5 separate regions of the Mus musculus genome follow, and all the other regions are linked to region 5. A link is a contact called in public Hi-C and HiChIP or PLAC-seq data. All regions are on one chromosome and are shown on one strand. The core of a region is the stretch at or near the end of the contact, and the rest is flanking DNA. Distances in the headings are between cores, read along the strand shown. Region 1 overlaps Gfra1 (glial cell line derived neurotrophic factor family receptor alpha 1). Region 2 has its middle 5.2 kb from the start of Gm41875. Region 3 overlaps 1810007D17Rik (RIKEN cDNA 1810007D17 gene). Region 4 overlaps Gfra1 (glial cell line derived neurotrophic factor family receptor alpha 1). Region 5 holds the start of Gfra1 (glial cell line derived neurotrophic factor family receptor alpha 1).

Region 1 (5,225 bases), core at 159-2,658, 200 kb after region 5:
TGTGAGCCAAATCCCATCTGGCATGGTTAGGAGAGTAGGTCTGTCTGCCAAGGGCCTCCGTGAACTTCTAACCAATGTGGACATGGGAACAGGTGACACAATCATTAGCAGCAAGTGCCCTTAGTTACAGAAAAGATGGTGACCAAGAACCAACCCTGTCTCTGAGATTCACAGCCCAAGCAGGAGTGGGGCTGTTCCCATATCTGTATGTCACTGGTCATAGTCTGGGGTTATGATTTATAATTTTTATAACTTTGTTTATAAATGGTTATCCACCACAACTCTTAATAGCATGTGTGCAATCAAGAGTTTAATGTAGTGGTGCATTATAATCCCAGCTCTGGGGAAGGCAGAACCAGGCAGAACTCTGTGGCCTACTGGTCAGCCATCCTAGCCTACTTCATAAGTTTCAGACCAGTGACAGACCTATTCTCAAAAAGAAAACATATGGCAGCTTGAGGAACAACATACAAGATTGACCTCTGTCCTCCATATGGATATACATACATATGACTGTTCACCTCTACACACGTGTACAACCTACTCATACCCTCTCACATCCCTGCACATATATGTACACACAAATACATTTAAACTAGAATGGAGCCAAGAACAGTTGCCATGGGTATTCCATCCTATTACAGTCTGGTGTTAATAAGGCAGAGTGCATGCAATAGTACCCATAAGCAAGCCACAGAGTAGCCCATGAGGTCAGTAATTCAGATGAGACTGAAGAACCTATAGCATTGTCCGGGAGAGGGGATACACTAACTCAACATCCTCGCCTCTCTGTGTTCAGCATGCGTGTTCTGTATCACCTGAATCAGAGGACTTTAAACATTTCACTTTCCGCTAACATTATTCATCACTATAGATTAAATCAGTCCCTAAATTCTTGTTGAACATCTGGCAGATTGAAGTGTCAGTATGGCTCGTAAACTAGCATAAAGAAAAGTAATGGTGACTGTTCCGATGCCAACTGGTATACCACAGCACAACTCAATCTCGACACTACCACCAGGAGCTCGTGGCAGACCAGAGGCTCCATCAAGGCTGGCCTCTTGTTAGATGCCAGCTGCATTTCTGGGCTCTCTTCCCACATGCAGTCTGATCAGCTAGTTACAGATTCAGGCATTTGCAGGAAGCTCCAAGTCCTGGTCACTAGAAATGACTCGTGGAACTCAGCAGATTGCAACACTTATTAATAGCTTTGTTGTAAAGGATACAAATCGGGACATGGAGGTGTGAATAAGATCAGAGAGGGCTTCTATAGGGCATTTTCTACGGATTACCTCCTCTGTAGACTAAGTGCATTTTATTATTTTGTCACATGAATCTACTTACCAGTCAGGAAGCTCCATGAAGCCCAGTGGCCAATGTTTCCTTTGTTGTTGCATTAAGAAGGCATAGGAACTGAGTCACTGACCCCACCCTCCACATGACTGAACACAGTCTTCAGACCTCCCCAGATATTCACTGGAAGTCAGGTCAGTTTGACCTCCATTGGCTCAAAACTCTACCCCCCAGAACCCAAGGTTGGCTTTTCTGGTGACCAGCATTCATCTTGAAGTATCTCATCACCACACGCTCAGGTACGGTCTATGGGGATGAGGAGTGAAAGCATTGTCAAGAAATCAGAAGGACCTAGAGGAACAAAGCCAGTCAAATACTTTCCTAGGCAAAAATACCGGATCAGTGGATTGTTCCAAAGTGGAGCTACAGACTTGCCAAACTTTGTATAGAGAACTGGAGTTGAAAATGAGCCTAGGCTCCTTTCAGTGTCTTCTAGCCATGAAAACCAGGGCTGGTTTCTTATCCTCTCTGCCTCAGTTTCTTTACTTGTGAGGTGAGCAAGATGGCGGAAGAACCTCCTGTAGCATTTATTAACAGGTTATTCTGTTTTCTGTCTTTATGACTTACTCAGAGCTGTGATATCCTCAGAGTTTAAACTGTGAGAGTTCTCATTGGTTTTAAGTGGCTGCAGGAACTGTCAACACTTGTCAAAGTGTAACACTGTGAACACAGAAATCCTTGACTGCCTTCAGCCCACCCTTACTAAAATGAACTGCTCTCAAGGGTCAAGCATTGTTGATTCCCGGGGGGCAGGGGTGGGGTGGGGGCGGGGGCGGGGATGTGATCTTGGTGGCCTGTGCAGCTTTGTATGGATAGATTAAAAAATTGACAGGAAAAGATGAGACAATGTCATAGCTTCGAGTCCTGTACTTCATAGGACATCAGTATTTCTCCTGGAATTTTTTTTTCAGGACACAGCTGCACATCCCTAGGGCAATCTGAGGAATTTCATTCATAACTATTTAAGGACCTCACGGCTGTGAGTTAGTCAGTTCTCCTGGGTCAAGCTTACTCAGTGTTGGTACTCTAGGTATTTAGTCTGAATAATTGTTAGGGATGTCCTGGCATTGTGGGATATTTAGTATCATTTCAAAAGCACCCTTTCCCCCATTAGGACAGCCTAAAGTTTCTCTAAGCTTGCTAAATATCCCCTTGCAGGATAAAACTAACCTGTGCTTAGAATAATTACCCAACAAGGAGACTGCTTCAAAATCCCCTTACCCACCCCCACCACCAGCCTGTGTGATAAGGATCCCCTTTGTGGTGTAGACAGTCGTGAACCTGGGGGCTACAGCTGCTGCTGCTCATAGTCTTTGTGAGATATTGTACAAAATGCTGCTAACAGGGCATAGACAGCAGACATTAGGTTCACAATTCAAGCAAAGTTGATTGAGTTCCTGGTGAAGACGTCCTTCTGAGATGGCTGCCTTCTTGTTGTGTCCTCATGAGAAAGGCATATGTCTCACCTTGGGACCACACCTCAGAACTCATCAGTGTGGTCACTTGCCAAACTCTTTCCCTCCTTGAACTGTCTCAGCAGCACCAGGGTTACAGCATGAGAACTGGAGATGAACTCTTATAAGGATAACATTTAATTGGGGCTGGCTTACAGGTTCAGAGATTCAGTCCATTATCGTCAAGGTGGAAACATGGCAGCATCCAGACAGGCATGATAGCAGGAGGAGCTGAGAGTTCTACATCTTCATCTGAAGGCTGCCAGGGGAAGACTGGCTTCCAGGCAGCTAGGATGAGGGTCTTATAGCCCACACCCACAGTGTCACACACCTACTCCAACAGGGCCACACCTTTCAATAGTGCCACTCCCTGGGCCGAGTGTATACAAACTATCCTATGCAGCTTTAAAATGCCCTCATTCCAACCCTTCTGAAAATCTCATTCTCCAGGCTACCCTACTTAGGTTTGGGAACTTCCACAGTCACCTGCTCTGCCCTATGTCGAAAGTCTCCTCTGAGATGTCCTTTGCAGGGTACAGAAGTTGCCTTGGTTATGATGTCTGTTCACAGCAGTAAAACCCTAACTAAGACACTGCGTGGCAGAGCTGCCAGTGTGGAGTCCTTAGTAAAGTTCTTGATTCCAGGACACTAAGGCCATAGCCTTGGGATGTGCAGTATCAGTGTCATCGGCGTCTTACATTTCTCTTTGCTATGACAAAAACATCTGACAAGGTGCTAGTTCAGGAGGGAGGGCTTGTTTACAGGTGGAGGGGATACAGGTCCGTCCTGGAGAGGGAGGCATTGCAGCAGGAACCAGAGGCAGCTGGTCACACAGCATCCAGGATGAATGCTAGTGCTTGGCTCACTCTCTGCTTAACTTGTCCCAGCCCACAGGATGGTGTTGCCCACAGTTAAATTGGCTCTTTCCACCTCAGTTTACCTGATCTAGATGACCCTTCACAGACATGCCCGGGATCTGACCCAATACAGATAAACCCTCACAGGTATACCTACAGGTCTGTCTGTCCTCTATGTAAATCTGAGAAGTTGACAATATTAACCTTTACACTAGCTTCCATGCCTTCTACAGCTCGGTGTTATTTTTGTCTTGTTTTGAAAAAAAAGAAAAAAAATCTTGGGTACATCCAATATTTCCCACACATAATGCTCGTGTGCCTGGAGTGAGTTCACTTCCCTGATCTGGGACCTAGGACATAATGCTAGGATCATAGACACCTGGCCTATTTCTTGATTTCTTGACTCCTGAGAGGCCTTGTGGCATCTCTGTGGACCAAGTTGCCAATTGGTTCCAGGGCCTACACGGTGGGTCCAGGTCCTCACAGCAAGGAGGCTACCAGGATGGTTGCCCTTCATCTTCCTCTTTCCAGGAGCCAGCAGAAGACTCAGAGAGAGCGGAGTCCCAGAGTCAACCCAGGTAGCCCCGGGAAGAAAGAAGCTATCATAAAAATGCTTTCTGACATAATTGCTTTATAGAGCGTTTCCAAAGTCCTTGAACCAAGAGAGCGCTTGAATTCAGAACTCGAAATCAGGTAGTACTCCATTAAGGCTGCTGAACAATCCAGAGACCCTAAATGGCGTTCGAAGTGTGTGTGTAAGCCCAATTGTAAGCCTGAAGAAGCAGGCAGGCTGTAACAAACTCCCCCAAACAAGAAATGAATCTTGAGGCCAGGCTTCCTGGTGGGGAAATATACATAACCCCTACATGTTAGGTGGTGCTTGTTCAAGTGTCCCAGTAGCTGAGTAACTGGAATAGAAGAAGAGAGGGAGCGGGATGGAAGAAGGAGGGAGGGGGAGGAAAGAAGAAAGGACGGACGGAGCTCCATTATGGGACAATATTAAGGACATCACAATCCTTGCCTAAATCCCTGTGATCCTACTAAGTGCTATTTGCACAGTCTTTACACTCTGAGGCTCTGGTTCCTGGAAGGGACATTGGAAGTCGCACCTGTGTAGAAGACAAGCTGTCCCAGGCAGCCTGCAGATCAGGTGCTGGGCTGTCTCCAGGCAGCAGCTGTTATCAGATTGTGGGCTTGTAAAAAACTTAATTCAGGTAACGATTTCTTTGTGATTGACATGTTTGTATTGTAGCAAGCTTAGGTTCAGCATATTGTTAGAATACATAATGTTGTAATTTAAGATTATTTCATCAGCAGTAAAGGGTTTTTGTAATTCATTTAAAAAGTTGTAATGGGCTTCAGCATCTTCAGTATAGTTAATAATACTGCATTTTATAGCTGGCTGTAAAATTTCAGATTACAGTTTTTTGCAATTGTGCGATTCTATTTTATAGTTTAATAATTGTTCAAATGAAGGAGGATGTAAAGTTCTTTAAAACCAATTTAATGACTTAGAAAAATAGCTTTTATCAGAATCTATTGCACACCTTTAATGAACCCA
Region 2 (4,910 bases), core at 35-2,534, 230 kb after region 5:
AAGCCCAGTCTTGTGCAGGTCCTGCGAAGGTTCTCACTGCTGCCTTGAACTCAACAGTGTGACAGCCATGTCCTGTCCAGAAATGCATCCCACGACACTCCACCCCTCCTGACTTCTCCATTCTTCCCACCCTCACTTGCGTTGTTGCTTGCATCAAAGAGAGAGAGAGAGAGAAAGAGAGAGAGAGAGGAGAAAGAGATATTAAGGCTAAGCATTCAGCAACCACACAGCACTTTGATGGTTCTGAGTCTCTGATCATAGCACAAAACGAAGCCTTGCTTACTAGTGCCACTCTGTAAGCGTAAAGATAAAGACCTAGAAGGCCATCTGAGAGCCTCATCTCCCCCATCTAGCAAAACACCAGGAAGGGCTTCCTCCCTGTGGTCTGTGACATCCTCAATTTTTTGTGTTTTTCTCTTGATTTGTTTATCCAGACTGCCTTTCCTCCTCCCTTGCTTCTTGGGTCTGATACCAAATAGCCAGTTTTATTTCTGGGTCCGTTTGGGTTGCAAGCTTTCAGAACTGTATAATAAAAGCCATACCTCCCAGGTTCTGGGATCCTCCTGGGGAATGGCACAGAAAAGCATGGCTCATGTCAGGCTGCTCAGGGATAGTGATGGTAGGGCTGGGACTCTAGGGCTGGGCGGAGGTAGGGCGTTGCCCCCGCTCCCAGCAGAAACAAGGCAAGAGCAGTCTGCAGTGTGACATGCACCTGGGGACCTTCAGGGTCCCCGACCTGTGCCATCCATTCATATTCTTATCATCCTCTGAACGCAGCCCCCAAGTCCCCAAGACACTGGAGATAGAAATTTTAGGAGCTGGAACAAGAAATGTCTAATAAAACCCTGAGAGAAATGCCAAGAAAGCAAATAAAAATTGTGACAGGAACAAGATACAAGACTGCCTGTGTTTGGTGATATAAATAAAGCATAAACGAAAACACAGCGAGGTGAAGGATAGGAGCGGGAGGAGCCATAAAAGTCCCATAAACCACAGCGCGCAACGCAGGGACGCACCGAGGGGCTTCAGCTCGCGGAGATTCCTCCCGTGCAAGCTGGCAGAGGAGGGAGTCGCCACACTTAAAAAGTAAAGTGAACTTTGGCCTCCGATTGCTCAGATGGGTACATAAATATAGTAATGGTATCTTTTTTCTTTAGGAATTTTTAAAATGTGTGTATGCAAAAACGTACGTGCCCATGGATGTTCCCATGCACACGGGCCCGGAGGAGGGTGTCATATCCCTTGAATCTGGAGCTGCAGACCTCTGCCAAGACAACATACTTGCTGTATGGCTGCTGGGATATGAGCTCTGGTCTTCATGACCCTGCCGTGTGCTCTTAACCACCGGGCAGTTCAGCCTCACGGCCCCTCGGAAACTCCCCTCTGGAAGTGTCCTAATTTAAAATCACACCCCTGGGAGCCACAATCCCACTGGAAGGAGTCCATCCCAATTTCCTCTGCAGTGTGCCAAAATCCATGCAGAAGTATTTCCTATCGTCCTACCACAAGATGATGTAGTGGGTCAAATAACCTGAAAAGATCGGAAAAGGTAACGCTACACACTCGTTTTGTTACTTTTATTATTATTATTAAAGTTTTTGACAATTTCATACACGTATCCAAAGTATTTTGATCAGATTCACTCCGTTGCCCTTATTGTCTGATCCCCCCCGCCCCTAACATCCTCTTTCCAGCCAGCCCCTCCCCTGCTTCTTATTTTGTTGATATTTTCATGGTCTGCTGAATTTACTTAGGGTTGCTTGCATGAGCATGAATGGGGGAGGTGTTCACCAGAGCCTGGCCAGTTTCCCCTTGGCTATACTACTGAGGAAGATAATGTCGGAGTCCCCAGCAGCTCATTAACTTCCACAAATGTTTTTGAAAGGTAGCTGTAAACAGACTGAAAAGGTAAGCTTCTGTAACAGCCACGTCAAAAGCAAAAGCGTGGGGAAGCGGAAACGACGCTCCTATTTGTATACTCATAAATGTAATAAATAATGCTTATACTAACGAATGTAAAAAGTGATGACAGATGACAGAAAATCAGATGACAAGAGCTGACAAGCAGGCAAGAGATTGTGCGTACATTATAGCTACAGGATACAGATATGAATACATGACCAATGGGTAGATGACAGAATATAACAAAGAGAAAACATTGATAGATAAGTACATAGAAATAAAAAAAGATCATAAATAAATAGTAGACACAGTGATAGATATCAATACGTGAGAGAGGCATTATTACCTAAGTAGTTTTTATTATGTCCACATATTTTTATTACTTTTGCTTTGGAGAATAAGATGCAGAGGAAACCCAGGCTGTATCCTGCCTGCCACTATCTCAGCTTCCAAGTCCTACTTTACAAAAAGAAGAGGTGATGACCCCCTCTGCCTCAAAGCTCTCTGGAGGCTAAAGTTCCCTCTTGCAGCCACACATCCCAGGAAGCAACCCGCAGCATCCCTACAGCACCGCCTGCAAGATTAATTGCCTCAATTTTGGGAAGAAACACCTCCAGGCACCTGGTGTGTGCTGTGTGCATGGCAGAGTTATAAAAATCCCTCACCCAGTGGCTGGATACTCGGGTGAGTCAGCTCCAGGCAGGGCTTTCCCAGTCCAAGAGAGGTTGGGTTAGCTCTTGGCAGGATATAACCAGCCCTGAAGATATGTTCCTGGGGGGCTCCTGAAGAGCAGCTGCTAGCTATCAAGAGTTCACATGCACCAGACACAAGATGGACAGGCTGCATGCCTTAGATTATATCAGCTCTCACTGCAACCACAGCTTCAAGATAGAATCTATTTTCAATTTGTAATGGAAGAAACTGCCTCTCAGAGAAGGCAGAGTTGGTGCAAAGCCACATCACCAAGGAGGGATGGAATTTTTTTTTAACCTTTGTCCAAGGCCAGCACCCAGGTAAACTATGGTAGCTGTGGACTCAGGCCTTGTGGCGAGATAGTCTCCTGGCTGCTGATCAGGAAAGGTCATGAGAACACACAGTTTCTCCACACACTGCAGTCTCCTCCTCCCACACTTGGTGCTACGGCTTGAGAATAGCCCAAGTTGGTTAGACTGTGGTGTGAGCTTGTCTCAGAAGATAATTAGATCACCTCCCTCGTCTGGAGGAGAAGAATAGCAGATTTAAAAAGAAATATGACAAGCCATCGGAGTGTCAGGACTGCTCCCCCGAGAGAGAGCCACGCTTCCATTCCGGTCCCTCATTCCAGACGTGGAACCAATTAAAGTAGCTGCAATGCACACATTTAAACCAAGCGACAAAAGACAGCTAAAGTGTTTTTAAAGAGCCACTTTGCCCACAAACTGCACTCAAAGAAGCAGAGCTGACCCGTTACACTGTAACTGCGCAAGTGCAAGGCTCAGCTCTGAGGTATTGAGGGCCATCGCAGGTGCCCCTACAGCCATCCCCATACATCACTTGCCTCTGGATCCTCACTGACTTAGTGGCACATGAGAGAGGTGAGGCAGACATGGCTTGTGTTTCCGATCCTTTGCAAGGAGCTGCCTTAGGGAAGACTTGTCCCTGCCTGGCCCTAGCATTAGCATGCTCTGCCAATCCTGCTCCACATTTGGACAACTTTGAAAGGGGCAGCATTCTCCCCTCTGAGAAGCCCCACCCCATCAGTGCAGCTCTGTTTGCCTCGTTGCCTCAGAACTAGAATGTCCAAAGTGTGCAGACCGAGGTCAGCTTCCCATTACTGTAGCAAATTTCTGGGAGAAGCCATCTTAAAAAGAGAAAAAGTCCTCTGGTCTACATACATGCATGTGGTGTGCACACCCCTGGCACACACTCAACAAATGAATGTGATGAATGAACTGGAGGGTCAGTATGAGCCGGTCCCATTATTATACATGTACAAAATTCTTTAAAGTCTCTCAAAAGGCTTTGGAGGAAGAGTTGGGGCTGAGGAGATGGCTCAGTCAATACATTCCTTGCAAACATGAAGACGTGAATTAGACCCCAGAGCCCACATTGAAATGCTAAGGCTGGTGTTATACACTTCAATCCCAATGCTAGGGAGAGGGGAAACCACCGTGCACATCCTAGGTGCTAGGTGGACAGCCAAATTGATCAACCCCAGATCCCAGTGAGAGACTCTGTCTCAGAAAATAAAATAAATTAAAATGTAAAAAGATAAGGTAACTGGAATCTGAGGAATGACACTCAAATTTGACCTGACTTCTACATGTGTGTGTTCAAATGTCTACATCATCTATATCTGCATCATCTACACCAACACACATACATAATACATATACACTTACATAATACAACTATATACACATACACTATATACCCATACATACATAAAACCACATACCCATACATACATACAACCATACAATCATACACCCATACACCATACATACATACATACACACAATCATACAAACATACATACATACACATATACACAATATAATCATATACACATATATACACACTTATATAACCATACATACATATATACATAAACACATACAACCATAAATAAATACTTATAACCATATAACTCTACAAATATTTACCCATACATACAACCATGCACCCATACACCATACATACATACATACGTACAACCATACATACATACACACAACCATACAACCATACATACATACACACAACCATATACCCATGCAACCATGCATATATATACATATGTTCGACCATATATATATGCAACCAAACATACATAAATACATACATACATCCATGTAAATATACATATAAGAGAGTATAAGAGAGAAAGATTGATGGATTGGTGATTGACTGACTGATTGATTGATTGACTGGGCTCATGATTTTGGAAGTCCATCACTGGAGGAAATCTTGGCAAAACCATCTACCTCACAATGGGACATAAACAGACAAGGAGGAAATGACCGGAT
Region 3 (4,978 bases), core at 1,891-4,390, 160 kb before region 5:
CTGTGTTTGTGTGTCTATGTGTATCTGAATGTTTGTATCTTTCTGTGTGTATATACATGTGTGTGTGTCCATGTGTATCTATGTGTGTGCTTGTATGTCTCTGTGTCTGTGTCTGTCTCTCTGTGTGTTTATCTGTGTTTGTGTGACTGTGTATATCTGTATGTTTGCACCTCTCTCTCTCTCTCTCTCTCTCTCTCTCTCTGTGTGTGTGTGTGTGTGTGTGTGTGTGTGTATTTGGTTTTGGTTGACAGGATTTATCTCAACTGCACATTGCAGCTCATCATAGAAAGAAATTGGAGACTGGAACGGGAGGCAAGAACTAAAACAAACCCACAGAGGAACAAACACTGCTTACTGGCCTGCTTCCCATGGCTTGCTTAGTTAGTTTGATTTCTTATAAAATCCAAGATTCTTACACGCGTTCTCACGACCAGCCAGGAAGAACGCAACAAACCGGAATCTTCTGCGGCAAAGCTTTATTGCTTACATCTTCAGGAGCCAGAGAGCAAGAGAGCAAGAGAGCAAGAGCTCTATTGCTTACATCTTTAGGAGCCAGAGCGCAAGAGCGCAAGAGCGCAAGAGCGCAAGAGTGCAAGAGAGCAAGAGCCAGAGCAAGAGAGAGAATGGCAAAACCCCATCCCTTTTTAAGGAGAATTATCCTCCGCCTAGGACGTGTCACTCCCTGATTGGCTGCAGCCCATCGGCCGAGTTGTCGTCACGGGGAGGGCAGAGCACATGGGGTGGAGAACTACCCTTGGCACATGCGCAGATTATTTGTTTACCACTTAGAACACAGGATGTCAGCGCCATCTTGCAACGGCGAATGTGAGGGCGGCTTCCCATACAAGATGACCTGCCCAGGGGATGGTGCCACCCACAGTGGGCCAGGTGCTCCCACCTCAATCATTAATCAAGAAAATGCCCTACAGATATACCCAGAGCCAAACTGATGGAGGCAGCTCTTCAAGTGGGGCTTACTCTTCCAGGGTTTCTCTAGTTTTTGTTGGGTTAACCAAGAGTAAATCTCACAGTGTGTATTGTGTACTTGTATGCTGATGCCTGCTTAGTGTGTATTCATTTGGAGGACAAAGGACAACCTTGAGTGTTTTGTGACAGAGTTTCTCGATGTTCTAGAATTTGGAAAGTAAGCTGGATTGGATGTCCTAAAGCCTCAGTGTCTGTCTGTCTTGCCTACCTGGCACTGGGATGACCAGTGTGTGTGTCATGTATGACCTTTTTATACGGACTCTGGGATTTGAACTCAAGTCCCCGTGCTTATAGGCAAGCACTTTACCATCTTTGCCTTCTCCCTATCCCCAGGCTTCAGACTTAAGGGGCCTTTGTACATCCAATCTCTCTCTCTCTCAGAACCAGTTGCTATCGGCTGGAGAGATGGCTCAGTGGAAAAGAGTTGAGTCTGGTTCTGAGCACCCACATCAGGTGCCTTATAAGTGCCTATAACTCCAGCTCCAAGAGATTTGATGCCCTTTTCTGGTCTCCAGGGGACCCTGTACACAAGTGACAAACATTCACACACACACATAAATAAATAGATAAATATAATTATGAAATAAGAAAGAACCAGTTGCCATGCAGAGAAATCCAGATTAGGCAGAAGTGATGATTTATAAGGATAATACCAGCACTTAAGAAGCTGAGGCAGAAGGATTACTGTGAGTTCAATGCGAGTTTGTATTATATAGTGCAGAAATCATGAGAGAGGAGTCCCCTGGCTCCAGATATGGATAGCCATCTTGGCCCCTCACACCCAGCTTCGCATACAGTAGCTCTCAGCTCTCTGCACCATATAAATGACTCCAACTGATATAATAGAGTTTTAGCATAATTTGCCAGAACGTTAATCTCAGAACCACAGGCATTAAAACAATTGTTGTTTTAAGCAAATAATCAATACACAACCAGGGTAGTATGATTTCAAAAATGCAATGTGGTTATAAAATATAATCGGTATGTGTTGTAGCTTATCAAAAGACCCTCACTCACAAAGACCACAGAGATCGCCATTGTTGCAAAATGCATGAGGATCTTACTTATCCAACATGTTGGGGAACCCCCTCTCAGCACGCAGGCTGGAGGAGAGACCCAGAACAAAGAAAGAACACACTTTTTATACCTTTGTAAGGGCCAGATATAGGCACTAGGGTAGTTTGGCTTATTTTAATTGGTATAGCCAATAACCTTCTTAGACATTGGTTGATTTGTATAGGGTGACCCTCATTTTGTCTGTCCTTGTGGTTTTTAGTGTGAGGCAGGGCAGGGGAATTGTTACTCTTGTTCTGGCAGCTGTAAAGTTAGTCATTTTGACCGTTAAATCTATGTTTCTATATTTGTTTAGTTAGTCAGCTTCTTTACCTGGCTCTGTACTTGGCCTGCTAGTACAGTTTGGAAACGCCTTTTGAAGAGGGAAGGTACTGGGTAGTCTTGAATTTATTTTGGATGTTACATATATTCTTTCCTTAAGTAGGTATGTTCCAATATTTAATATTATTACTTTTAAGTTTTATTTATGTGCTTATCTGCATGTGTCTTGGTCCTCTGGAAGAGCTCGCTGCAAGTGTTCTTGACCACTGAACCATCTCTCCAGCCTCTCAGTCTGGATTCTCCTACATTAGGCATATGGCTTAGGCTTAGACAAAATGGTTTGGTGCCTTATAGTGAACTACTAATTTTTTTTTTTAAAGCAGTGGCTTCTTAGTAAAAGGGAATATCCTGGAGTCTAAAACTCACCCAGAGGCTTGCTGTGAATGATTGATGTGCTTTTAATCTGGTGGCGCAGGAAAGGGTATGCCATCTTCCAATGACAGCTTATGATAAATGTGCTTTCTCTGAATTAATCCTTTATAGAATTTCCAAATACCTGTGCATACTTCTTAATATGATTATGTACAGAAGTCTTATGCTTGATATTTGACCCTAACTGAAAAAGAGTTTAAGCCAATAATATGAAAAATAATGTTTTGCAGTAGGCTATTCTTTTGTGTGTTTGCTTTTGTTGCTGTGATAAAGCACTTACTAAAACCAACTTCGGGTAGAAAAAGTGTATTTGCTTATAGCTCATGACTCATTGCTGCGGGAGAGTTTCTGCTAAGCAAACATTCAAGGCTGGGACTGAAGCAGAGCCGGTGGATGAGTCCTGCTCACTGGCTTATTCCCCTGGCTTGCTCAGCTACCTTTCCTACATAGCCCAGGACTACCTGCCCATGGATGGCCCCGCCCACAGTGGAATGGCCCCTCCCACATCAATCAGAGATCAAATGAATGCCGCACAATGTGCCGATAGCCCCATCATACCGAGGTTCCCACTTCCCAGGGGACTCAGGCTTGTGTCAAGTTGGGTCTAGCACTGTCTTGTTTTGAGTTGTGGTTGTGCTGTTGGTTATTTTTCAGCTGCTTCTCACTGGACTGTTTTTATTTAGGCTTTTGCCTTGTTTTGTTCCTTTTTTTTTAAATAAATTGTTTTATTTATTTATTTATTTATTTATTTATTTATTTATTATTATATGTAAGTACACTGTAGCTGTCTTCAGACAAACCAGAAGAGGGTGTCAGATCTCATTACGGATGGTTGTGAGCCACCATGTGGTTGCTGGGATTTGAACTCTGGACCTTCGGAAGAGCAGTCAGGTGCTCTTACCCACTGAGCCATCTCACCAGCCCCCTGTTTTGTTCTTTTAAACAACAAACGTTGGCAAAGATGGAGAATTTGAACTCGTGTGGACTGTGGTAGGTTCAGAAGTGGTTCGATCATTGGGGGAAACATGCAGCTCTTCAGAAATATAAACTAAAAAATAGAATCACCCTTTGATCCAACAAACTTACCAAAGTGTTTACACAGGAGAATTCAAAGCACAAACTTATCTGAGTGGTGGTGGCACCTGCCTTTAGTCCCAGCACTCAGGAGGCGGAGGTGGATTTCTGAGTTTGAGACCAGCCTGTTCTACAGTGTGAGTTTCAGGACAGCCAGTGCTACTACACAGAGAAACTCTGTCTTGACAACAACAACAACAACAACAACCCAAAAAAAATCGCAGTAGAAATGAAGAAAAACTTATATGCCTACATTCACAGCATCATTATTAATTAAAAAACAAAACAAACAAACAAAAAATACAAAAAGAAAAAAACCTAGAAATGTCCCAAAAGTTTACTACCAGAAAAAATGGAGACACAAAACAGAAAATCGTTCTCCATTAAGGAAAAAGGACAATTTCTAACATATTTCTATAATGTAGATAAATTCTGAGGACACGATAAGTGAAATAAGGCACAGACAATCACTGGGTAATTCTGCCCTATAAGAGCCCTAAAGTAAGGCCTGCAGCCGCAGATACAGAACCAGTCCAGGTATCCATCAGTAGATAAATGGATGAAGAAAATGTGATGTATAATGCAATGGGTTTTCTGCAGCCATAAAGAAAAAGGAAACCATGACACTGTACGGAGATACACGTGACTGAATCCCGGGGCGCTCCACGTCCACTCTACCCCAATCCTGGGGCGCTCCAGGTCCACTTTGCCCCAAACCCCTCACTCTTCAACCCTGGGCCCAAACACAGGCCATTCTAATCAACAAAGAGCTAATCCATCAAACACATTAACACTTCAGCTCTCAGGAGCCTTTAGCATATCTTTACTTAGCTCACAGCATCTCACTGCCCAAGCTCTAGGATCGATAGAAAAACCGACAGCCATTTTTTTTTTTTTCCTTCAAATAAGAGGAAGGCCTCATTCAGCCCAAGTTCAACTCTGTACGGACTCCTTATACCCCAGCCTTCCCGAGCAGACAGGAAGGTGAGACACAGGGAGACACTGTGAGAATGTGGTCCCGGATCTCAGGCTGACCGACCCGACCCTTGTGAGAACTGCAAGTCTAGCGCTCTTGACATTGTTCACATGCTGCCTCGCCTTTTCTTCACAGTGCTGGTCCCTGGACGGAACTTTCTTGCGCCCCTGTTTA
Region 4 (5,073 bases), core at 771-3,270, 180 kb after region 5:
AAACCTGAGATTGGGAGAAGTCCAGCCACAGGCTAAGGGATCAGAGAGGGGCCGTGGAGCAGAAAGTCATCTCTACAACAGAGAGCCTTCTATCACTGCACTTCTTCGAAAGCTTCCATAGGCCAAGCGATCTGAACCAAGTCCCAGACTTGGAAGGCCTAATGTTGAAAGCTTTTCAGAAAACTTCTAGTCTTCCCCTGCCCACTCTCCTTAGGTTCTTGGGTAGCCCAGGCTGGCTTCAAACTCAGTATGAAGCTGAAGATGATCTTGAACTCCTAATCCTCCTGCCTCCATGTCCCATGTGCTGGGATTATAGGCATTTACTACTACAACCGATTTTACACTGGGAGGTGAAGGCTAGGGATCCAAGTGTGCCAGACAAGCACTTTACCAGATGTACTGGCTGGTTTTGTATATTAGCTTGACACAAGCTGGGGTTATCACAGAGAAAGGATCCTCCCTTGAGGAAATGCCTCCATGAGATCCAGCTGTAATTAGTGATCAATGGTGGGAGGGCCCATTGTGGATGGTGCCATCCCTTGGCTAGTAGTCCTGGGTTCAATAAGAAAGCAAGCTGAGCAAGCCAGGAGAAGCAAACCAGTAAGTAACATCCCTCTATGGCCTCTGCATCAGCTCCTGCTTCCTGACCTGCTTGAGTTCCAGTCCTGACTTCCTTTGGTGATGAATAGCAATGTGTAAGCTGAATAAACCCTTTCCTCTCCAACTTGCTTCTTGATCATGTTTGTGCAGGAATAGAAACCCTGACTAAGACACCAGATTTCATTGGATAATCAAGTCCTTTAATACTACATGGATTCTGGTGAGGTCCAAAGAACCAAAGGAGGGCCTGATTCATAGATAGGGCCACCTTCTTTTATGGGCATGCCCTGCCCCCCACATGTTCCTTCACAAAATCTCACTACCACCTATAAGCCAGGGGAACATGAAGACCAAGCATGAAGAACAAGTTTATGCTAGATGACTTCAAGACCCCAGGGGGAAAAATGTGTATTTCCTCCCTGCAAGGCTTCTACAAACACATGACAATTCCCTCTCCAAAGGATGCCACCTGTGGCCACCACTCTGGGACTCTAAGCAGGTGCTCCAGCCTCTCTTGCCTTGCGAGCTGGATGAGGAACCCTGGGTATGGAGAACTCTTCTTCCATACCCTCATAGGAAACCAGGTGTCTTGACACTAAAATCATGGTTAATGGCAGAATGGGACTCAGATAACAAGAACAGTAACACTTGAAGAACAAAAAGTAGTTCTTGCTGTTGTTTGCAGGCAGCCTTGTGTCCCACACGCTGCATTTCTTAGGTTTGTAGAAGGAAACCCCTAGGCTAAGATGTTAAACATTGTACTTAGCCACTGTGGTTAGTAAGGGATCCTATACAGGATCAGAGTTTTTCACCTAGGCTCAACATTGCCAGCCACATGGCTCTCATCTAAGGGTCTCTCCCAGGAAATCAGTTAGAGGTTACAGTAATCCAGGAGTTACACCAGTCTTGCCGATACCTGTTTGCCTATGCTTTATATAACATGATATTTCTTAAAAGTTACAGGAAAAGTAGTTACATGATCTCCCTGCCCACTGTCCAGAGACCATCTGCTGTTCAAGGGGATGCTTCAAGACTGTCATTATGATTATATTTCTATTTACAGCTAGCAGTGTGTTCCCTTTAATATGCTTTTCTCTGCATCAACCACCGTTGCTTAGGCTTCCTGACAGGCTCATGGCATTTGCCAGCCCTTTCTTCTTCTTTGAGGGTGGGTTTTTTTTTTTTCTGTGACAGAGGGTGATACGTTTCTACATTAGCGTCTATTCATTTCATTTTCATTTTCTCAGAGAAAAACAATCAGCGCTCATCACTGCTGTAGTCATGGAGATTTCCTGTCTCCAGAAGAAATCCAAACGTGGAGTTTCTTTGTTCGTCCTATGCTGGACATTTGCAGGTCCTTGGTTAGATCACAGCACTCCGGGCAGGGAGGGAAGCCACCGAAACCGATTACAGCATGACTCATAACCCAGTGTCAGCGGGGGAGGTGTGTGCGTGAGTGGTATCCAAGGGCTGCAGGAGCTGTTGTATACAGTAGGCACTCAGGTGGATAGTTGCTGGGCTGAGAGCCAGTGTTCCAGCCACCTATCAAAATGTGTCTTCTCAAGACGCATGTACTTGGGAGAGCCACAGCTGCAAACCCACCCTGTCTTTCCCACCACAACACTATTTTTTTGATGAGTTAGCCACACTCTGAGCCTCTCTGTAGCCTACCAGCTCTTTCCTGCTTGTTGACTGCCACCATTTTGGCACATTCTCTCCTTTTATATTTCTCCCTGCCCCTCAGTGCTTTGCTGTGATTCTTCTGGGAACATACCACACACACACACACACACACACACACACATACATACATACATACACACACTGTCCTCAGCTACATGCTTTGTGCCCCATTACTACCCAAGCAGTGTCCTAAGCAAATCTTTGCTGAACATCTGAGAGAGCTAAGCAAGAGTCTTTCTAACACACATCTCATTGTGTAGATGTGTCAGTTTAAAGTCCTTCCGCGGCTCCCGTGCCTTTAGGACAAAATCTAAAACTCAGTTTATTGAATATTTTCACTTTCAGGCTCACCTGCATCCCATCCTAGCTGAAATGCTTAGCAGAGCTCTTGGCGAGGTGTGTGCTTAGTGTAATGGTTGTGGGTCCTCTCTGGGGCTGGGGCTGGATGGATTGTGGCTATCCCCCAACCCTAGCCATGGAGTTTTATAACTTGGAAGGGTCCACACTGACCTTCTCCCAGCCTCAGGCTCCTCTTCTAGATAGCGGGGTCCACGCTACCAGTCAGTAAGGTTCTTGTGAGAGTTGAGAGCATGATGAACACAGAAACAAGCACCCAGCACATACAAACCCTTCATTACGGTTACCCTGGAATTACAGTAAACACAATAAGATGGAGGTGACCTCTGTGGGCCACACCCTCCTTTGCCTTTCCCTGACAAGTGTGCCCCTCCTTCTGTCTCAACCCTGGCAACATGACTTCTCTTAAGCCATTGTAGCCATGGGTTGAAAGCATTTGCAGCGGAGTTAGTGTGTAGTTTTAAAATCCAGGTTCTGTTGTGCCCTGTTTTCCTCTAGAATGAAGACTTATTTTTCTTAAGTATAAAATTAGGATTAGGGTATGAGGTGGGAGACTGGGCCAGGGAGATGATAGAAAGGGAGAGTGTGTGAGGGAAATGAGCCCAAACTAAGTGTTATAAAATACCACAGGGAAACCTGTTACTTTGCATGCTAATTAAAACATAATAAATAAATAAAATCAAAACTTAAAACAACAAAATATCTACCTCCTTAGAGGTTGCCAGGAAAAAACTAGGTCATTTGTAAAGCTGTATATTAAATTCTTCATTTGTCTTTGGTTTTACTTTTTTTTAGCAGGCTTTCTGAACAGCTTTCAAGGACTTTCTGTCCTCCTGGCAATTAGGAAGTAGAGGCAGGAGGATTGAACTTTAAGAAGTGGAGGCAGGGGGCTCAAGAGTTCAAGGTCATTCTTAGCTACAAATCCAGTTAAGGCCTGCCTGAGCTACTACGCAAGACCCTGTCTCAAATCAACAAAACAAACAAGAACTAGCCAAGGTATTTTCATAATCCTTTACCTGTTTCTTACGGCTTCTGGACAGATTAAGCTAAAGACAAGGTCTTTCTCATGATTATATCAGAAGCACCAAGACCTCAGCATTAGTCTCTGAGCTGGACCTGGTACCACAGCATTAGTCTCTGAGCTGGAACTGGCTAACAGCTTGACCCATGCACCTGGCCACTGGCACTCAACACCTGAGGTCTTAGAGGTGTGTGATGGGGAGAGATGTTACAGAGGAATAATTCCTCTATCTTTGGAAAATACTGAAGATTGGGCTGTAGCTGATGCCACAATGCTTTAGTTGGCAAGTAGAAGCCTGGCTCAGAGTGCCAAGATTGGACAGCCAAGACACAACTCTGGCTTTATCCATAGGACCAACCACATCAACATGTTTCTTCAACATGGTGTTCATTTATCATCCAAGAACAACCTGCTTTATAGCATTTGTTGATTAGCACAGTTTACTCTTATTGTGGTGTTTTCAAACTGATGCTCTAATGTCAAACAAGCAGTTCCCACAATTCCTCAGAATGGCTCCCCTATCCATAATGAGCTGCCTCCAGCACACTACTGTATGGAACTGTTACTTCATCTTCCGTTCTGTATAATGGCAGTCTCATCATATGACCACCTAGTCTCCAAGTGTGGGTGCGAAGAATAAATAGGTGTGGAACAGATCTGATAGAACCAGAAATGTGGATGCTGTAACAGCGACCTTGAACTCTTCGCCCATGATGCATTGGTCTTGTTACTAGGAACACAGAGTTTCCCTTTGGGGATTATTGGTCTCATTAACAAAAGAATTAAAAGCAGATTCAGAAGGAAGCTTGAGGACATCATTATTTGCGTTTAAGAGGGAACAGAACAACACAAATTAGGTGAAAATCCTGGCCACTGCCTGAAGGAAAGGTGCAGGAAATCATACCATTTAAGTTAGACAAGGAATACATTTAAAGTTAAAAGGACTCCCAGGAATGGAAGGGAAATTGAGCTGAGAAAAAGATCTCTCAAACCACCCTCCCGTGCACTGACTGTGTGGTCTTCCATTGCTCCCCACTCCGTATTCCATAGCTGCTCTTGGGGCACATGTTCCTCTTGTTGGATAATCCTGTGTAAAGTGGGGGGTCGGGGGGCTTCTTGCTCCTCGGAACACTAGCTTCTTCTATGCTTATCTTCCTGCTGCTTTCTTCCCTCCCCAAATTGTATTCCACAGCCTTACTGGTCTTAGAGCTGTCTTCATTCACTCTCCTCTCAATAAGCACTCATCGGGGGTTCTGATGTGTATTTTGTTTGGTTCTCCCAATCAGGCGTATACTTTCTGCAACATTCTGACTCAATTAGCCTTTTATTCCAGAGTCTAGTTGTGAAGTCAGTTCTGGAGTGATTAAGCAAAATGAGTCTGGTAGTATTTGCCTAGATGGCAGGGGTAGAGG
Region 5 (4,554 bases), core at 315-2,814:
TTTCTTTGTTTACTCAACGACGGAGTGTAAACTGATACACTGAACTGGAAATCTGTGTAAGTCTGGTGTGATTGAATGTGACACCGGGGGAGGGGTTCCTGGCGAAGGCTTCAGACACTTCATACCTGCCCCTGAGGAACACGTGCAAGGCAAAGGAGGAGCTAGCACTGGCGGGATGTCCCCTGGGTTCAGGTTGCTCACAGAGGCACAGACTCTTTGAGGACTCCAAACAATGCTACAGCCGCCACAGCTGAAGGGCACGCCTGGCTGATGTGTACTTGAATGGAGGGCTACCCATCCCTCCTCCTCTTCTCCCGGCCCTTACGCCTTAAACTAAAGCCTTTGCCCTTTTCAATTAACACTCTGGATCAAAAAAAGAGCGTCTCTTTTTTTGTTCTCCTTGGCGGCCCATTGTCTGTGGTGATGGGTTTGCAGATTTGACAGCTGGGCTCATAGATTCGATTCAAACTCTGTTTTCCTGAGAGATGATGAACTTGGACATAGAAAAGATCTCTGACACAAGCCCCAAGCAGCGAGCTGGTCGGTCAAACACTACTACGGACATACTCTAGACAGATCTCTGGACCCCTAAAGGACAGCGGGTGTCACGGAGAGCGGGGTTCAGCAGCATCGCTGGAGCGATCCTTGAAGTTGGGGTGAAGGGCTGTGGATGTGTTCTGTTTATAAAATGTTTTTGAAAAAAAATTTACTCTTGAAACAGTAAAGATGGAAATCATCTTATAAAATTACCTAAAGCTGGGTCTGATCAGACTTCAGTGCAGTGGGCTGGGGTGGACTTTGCTTTGTCTCGCTGTCATACCAGGAGGAGAGAGGTGCATGAGCTCGCACAAGCATTTTATCAATGGGTGGGTGCATCCCGGATCGCCGCTCAGGGCTTAGGTCTGAGTGAGTCTGAATCTTGCCAAGTCTTGAGTCACAGCCGCGAATGACGTGGAGAAAAAAAAACAACTTTGTGTTCAAAAGGGTCTGGATGGGTTGCTGTGTTGCACTAAAGAAAGAGCCCTTGTGCACTGAAGGGGGTGGGGGTGCGCAGTCTCCGCGACGGCGGCGGCGTAGCGCTGCGGGTCCTGAGCCTGCTTGCCTGTTGGCCTTGGGTCCCACCGCCAGCCAGCCTGTAAGTCTGCTGTGGCGGACGGAGGAACTGCGCTTCACAGAAGAGCCGGCCCTGCGCTGCCCGGAGGCAGGAGCAGAAGCAGCCTGAGGGGCCTTTAGCCAAAACCAATCTGGGCATGCTATCCTCCCACCGCTTCCAATAACCGCTGACATCCCTACCGGGCATCGAGCCGGGGCGGGGAGGTCTGCTCGGAAATCGTCCTGGCCAACTCTGTCCTCCGAGCTGTAGCAGATTGTGGCATCGTTTTTTTACCTAGCACAGAGAAAGTGAGGCCGGAAAGAGAAAGAGGAGGCGGGGACACCCCAAAGAATAAATAAACAAACACTGGCTACTCGCTGCAGCTGGACACCGGTCAATTGGGTTCAGGTTCGTGGCATTTAGAGTTTTCTCATTCCACTTGAGAACCCATCGCCACCTCCCCTCCAGCCATCCCTTTCCATTTTGCTGGCGTCCTCCAACTTTGGGGCCAGGGGGGCGCTAGTGGTGCGGGGCTGCACCTGCTGGGGTGTGCAGATGCTGTGGACTAGCTCGCTCTCACGGGGCAGTGGTGTGGATGCACAGGAGTTCGGGCGCTAGGCAAGTGCGTGTGAAGCACTGAAGTCTAGGAAGGAGCCCAGGATGAGCGGCAGGTAGGAGTAGGGGCGGAGAAGCCAGGTTTCAGTACCAGGCGGGATGCGGGATGTCAGTTTCCTCTTGCCGGACTGCCTGGGAAGAGAGGCTCGTCCAGGGGAGGGGATGACGGTGACTGGGGTAGCGATCGGTGGCCGGGGACAGAAGAGCTAGAACGCTAGTGATCGAGCCAGCAAGTGAGTGGTCGGGCGAGAGCCAGGGAGGGCGGCCAACTTCCCGGAGCCGGAGCAGGGTCTTGGTCCAGCGGGGTTGGCTAAGAAGCCTTCGCCACCGAGGCTCCGACTCCGGGCAGCGCCAGCTAGCTTCCGGCGCTTGCTCTGAAAGTAATGGTTATTTATTTGCTTGCGTTCAGCCTCTTGGGTTGTGCGCGATATCCTCCAGCTTTGAACGTTGGGAGCCCTAGCGGACCTTACCAGCTCCAGAACCCGGGTTCCGGAGCTTCCTCGTGCCCGTAATAGATGAATTCGCACCTCCTGCTCTCGGACCCGAGTGGGGGTAGCGTTGAGAAGTCCCCCGAGGCGGGAGCGGGGGAGGGGAGAGGGGCGGGAGCTGGAGGCTTCAGCACTCTGGGCTCTCATTTCAAAGCGCGCTCTTCCTTCCAGGTTGGGTCGGAACTGAACCCCTAAAAGCGGGTCCGCCTCCCGCCCTCGCGCCCGCTCGGAGCTGAGTCCCTGGCGGCGGTGGGCGGCAGAGCAACGGGGAGTCTGCTCTCACCCTGGATGGAGCTTAACTTTGAGTGGCCAGAGGAGCGCAGTCGCCCGGGGATCTCTGCACGCTGAGCTCTCTCCGCGAGATCCGGTGGCGGCTTTGGATTTTGGGGGGGCGGGGACCAGCTGCGCGGCGGCACCATGTTCCTAGCCACTCTGTACTTCGTGCTGCCACTCCTGGGTAAGTCGAGACCGCTGCTGGCTTTCTCATCCAGAGTCTTTCATTGGGGGGTCCCTTGCGGCAGCCACTCCAGAATTGCGGGTGGGTGCCTTGAGTGTGGGTGGAAGAAGTTTCGCTAGGGGGTGAAGAGGTTCAAGAATCTCTGGGATTGGGAAGCAGTGCTGGCGCGTCTTTGAGCGGTTGATTTTATTTTGCCGTGTTTAAAGGGGGTGAGAAACAAAACAAAACAAAAACTAATAACCCAGCCTGGTGGAAAATTGAGGGGTCGTAGGCTTCCATCCCAGGGCGTTACTCCCCTTTGGAAGTCGGAGCTCCCTGAGACGCTCCGGCAGGTGGAGTGTGGTCAAATACCGCTGGGGTCGGAAGAGAGCAAACTTGGAATGGAAAACTTTTAAGGGAAAAACGTCTCTGCGCACCCGCGGGGCAGACTGTGGCACTCGTCTGCCTTTCGTTCAGAGCGCTAAGGGTGCCAAGCACCCAGCCTCGCTGTTCAGCTCAGTGCCCTTTTGCCCGCTGCTGGCCAGGAGACACTGCAGCCTCGGGTGCCTGGGGAGGCGGGGCAGCCAGCGGGTCAGGAGTGCTTGCTTCTGCTTTGGGACGCTGGGGCTGCGCGGGATCCCCGGCAAATCCCGCTAAGGCAGCCAGTGGAACCTTCCTTGTTGAGCCGGGGAGGGGCGTGATGGCAGTATTCCCGGGGTGAGAAAATTCCAGAAGAGGGGTGGACCAGCTTCCTACCTAATCTGCCCCTTCAGAATGATGGTGGAGGTCTATCATGCCCTGCCCTCCCGGGACCTGGAATCAGGGTACCCACTAGTCTGCTGCGTTCAAACGTTCTTCTGTTCACCCTGTAGATTTGCTGATGTCGGCCGAGGTGAGTGGTGGGGACCGCCTGGACTGTGTGAAAGCCAGTGATCAGTGCCTGAAGGAACAGAGCTGCAGCACCAAGTACCGCACACTGAGGCAGTGCGTGGCGGGCAAGGAAACCAACTTCAGCCTGACATCCGGCCTCGAGGCCAAGGATGAGTGCCGCAGCGCTATGGAGGCCTTGAAGCAGAAGTCTCTCTACAACTGCCGCTGCAAGCGGGGCATGAAGAAAGAGAAGAATTGTCTGCGTATCTACTGGAGCATGTACCAGAGCCTGCAGGGTATGCACTACTGCCCCCACCAGCGTGCCGGGCTTCCTCTCAGAAGGCCAGAGGCAACCTCAGTCCAGTCCGGTACTGGGGCTAAGCTGGCTGATCTCATCCTCTGCTCACTTCTCCCAGCTGCGGAATGAGGACCTTTCATTGGCCTCTAGGGACAGAGGCAGCTGGTGTTTTCTGCTGCAGCTGAGCAGTATTGTTGGAGCTGGTTGTTGGAAAATCCATGAGGGGGTGGGGGCACCCCTGGGACCCCACTGACCTTCCTGAAACCTAGTTAGAACATCAGAGTGGGGACTCCTTAGAACCCACCTTTCAGCCGCCCACCCGAGGCTTTCACTGCGTGTAGAGAGTAGTAGTCCCACTGGCGTGTCCTCTTTTCTTTTCTTATGACATGGGATGAAGAAGTATTACAGAGCCAGTGAACTCTGCTCTCTATTCATCCCCCCACCACACCAGTTCAAAGATACATGGGTGGAAAACCATTTGTCATTTTAGATTAGCTGGGTTTTGAACCAGCTGCTGAGGTTCAACCACAGTTATGCACATGAGTAGCAGTCACAACTGCCCATTCCAGTGGGATTTAAGGGGAGTCTGCAAGTGGACCTCCGAAGTGTCCCATACATTCATTCTTCACTGAGACTCACTAACATTTATAATACAGAAGCTTGGACTATCAGCTGCCGCTTCTAAAAAATCTTAGGAATAGCCAGAATTCTGCTTGCAGGCCACATGCTTTGGTTTGGGGAGCTAACAGAACTA

What was found. Hi-C and Micro-C count contacts between places; a contact is called where the count stands out from the background. HiChIP or PLAC-seq counts read pairs in DNA pulled down with a chosen protein or histone mark.
Region 1: an H3K27ac HiChIP or PLAC-seq map of neural progenitor cells shows a contact between it and region 5, with 8 times the contacts expected there. The contact joins the enhancer-like site here to the promoter of Gfra1 in region 5. A contact is called at or near these places in 13 of 39 promoter capture datasets (cancer-associated fibroblasts, embryonic stem cells, frontonasal cranial neural crest and 6 more), 2 of 15 datasets of contacts at CTCF or cohesin (large pre-B cells and pro-B cells), 6 of 484 Hi-C or Micro-C datasets (the N1E-115 cell line, forebrain, gonadal supporting cells and 2 more) and 14 of 115 datasets of contacts at active chromatin or transcription factors (VIP interneurons, astrocytes, craniofacial prominence and 10 more).
Region 2: a contact with region 5 is called in a Hi-C map of uterus, with 3 times the contacts expected there. The contact joins the enhancer-like site here to the promoter of Gfra1 in region 5. A contact is called at or near these places in 13 of 39 promoter capture datasets (the 3T3-L1 cell line, the C10 cell line, the SN4741 cell line and 9 more), 3 of 15 datasets of contacts at CTCF or cohesin (the NIH/3T3 cell line, large pre-B cells and pro-B cells), 9 of 484 Hi-C or Micro-C datasets (the N1E-115 cell line, bone marrow-derived DN2 thymocytes, cerebral cortex and 3 more), 16 of 115 datasets of contacts at active chromatin or transcription factors (astrocytes, bone marrow-derived macrophages, craniofacial prominence and 11 more) and 2 of 9 other capture datasets (embryonic stem cells and liver).
Region 3: a contact with region 5 is called in an HNF4G HiChIP or PLAC-seq map of pancreatic cancer cells. The contact joins the enhancer-like site here to the promoter of Gfra1 in region 5. A contact is called at or near these places in 8 of 39 promoter capture datasets (the 3T3-L1 cell line, cranial neural crest, hippocampal neurons and 4 more), 1 of 15 datasets of contacts at CTCF or cohesin (the NIH/3T3 cell line), 15 of 484 Hi-C or Micro-C datasets (the AML12 cell line, the HL-1 cell line, adipose-derived mesenchymal stem cells and 6 more), 5 of 115 datasets of contacts at active chromatin or transcription factors (the NIH/3T3 cell line, differentiating embryonic stem cells, embryonic stem cells and 2 more) and 1 of 9 other capture datasets (embryonic stem cells).
Region 4: an HNF4G HiChIP or PLAC-seq map of pancreatic cancer cells shows a contact between it and region 5. The contact joins the enhancer-like site here to the promoter of Gfra1 in region 5. A contact is called at or near these places in 10 of 39 promoter capture datasets (the 3T3-L1 cell line, embryonic stem cells, hippocampal neurons and 3 more), 2 of 15 datasets of contacts at CTCF or cohesin (embryonic stem cells and pro-B cells), 12 of 115 datasets of contacts at active chromatin or transcription factors (craniofacial prominence, differentiating embryonic stem cells, embryonic basal ganglia and 8 more) and 2 of 9 other capture datasets (embryonic stem cells and pancreatic islet).

The regions. Positions count from the first base shown.
Region 1 is chr19:58,251,469-58,256,693 of GRCm38.p6, reverse strand. All of the region lies in intron 9 of Gfra1 (glial cell line derived neurotrophic factor family receptor alpha 1), which reads left to right. Among named protein-coding and RNA genes, the nearest start is that of Gm41875, 22 kb to the right of the region's middle. Within about 2 kb of position 1,408, at least 12 of the 459 cell types and tissues checked have an H3K27ac peak or open chromatin away from gene starts, as enhancers often do. A contact at or near this core is called in VIP interneurons, astrocytes and neural progenitor cells, where this site is marked.
Region 2 is chr19:58,224,800-58,229,709 of GRCm38.p6, reverse strand. No RefSeq gene overlaps it. Among named protein-coding and RNA genes, the nearest start is that of Gm41875, 5.2 kb to the left of the region's middle. Within about 2 kb of position 1,284, at least 9 of the 459 cell types and tissues checked have an H3K27ac peak or open chromatin away from gene starts, as enhancers often do. A contact at or near this core is called in uterus, where this site is marked.
Region 3 is chr19:58,614,988-58,619,965 of GRCm38.p6, reverse strand. All of the region lies in intron 1 of 1810007D17Rik (RIKEN cDNA 1810007D17 gene), which reads right to left. Among named protein-coding and RNA genes, the nearest start is that of 1810007D17Rik, 11 kb to the right of the region's middle. Within about 2 kb of position 3,140, at least 15 of the 459 cell types and tissues checked have an H3K27ac peak or open chromatin away from gene starts, as enhancers often do. A contact at or near this core is called in the AML12 cell line and pancreatic cancer cells, where this site is marked.
Region 4 is chr19:58,272,443-58,277,515 of GRCm38.p6, reverse strand. All of the region lies in intron 6 of Gfra1 (glial cell line derived neurotrophic factor family receptor alpha 1), which reads left to right. Among named protein-coding and RNA genes, the nearest start is that of Gm46650, 20 kb to the left of the region's middle. Within about 2 kb of position 2,020, at least 12 of the 459 cell types and tissues checked have an H3K27ac peak or open chromatin away from gene starts, as enhancers often do. A contact at or near this core is called in pancreatic cancer cells, where this site is marked.
Region 5 is chr19:58,452,408-58,456,961 of GRCm38.p6, reverse strand. It overlaps Gfra1 (glial cell line derived neurotrophic factor family receptor alpha 1), which reads left to right and starts at 1,564. Exons shown (of 11, transcript NM_010279.3): 1 at 1,564-1,764; 2 at 2,368-2,653; 3 at 3,505-3,798. The coding sequence starts at 2,614. It overlaps Gm41876 (a long non-coding RNA gene), which reads right to left and starts at 813. Exons shown (of 3, transcript XR_877966.1): 1 at 751-813.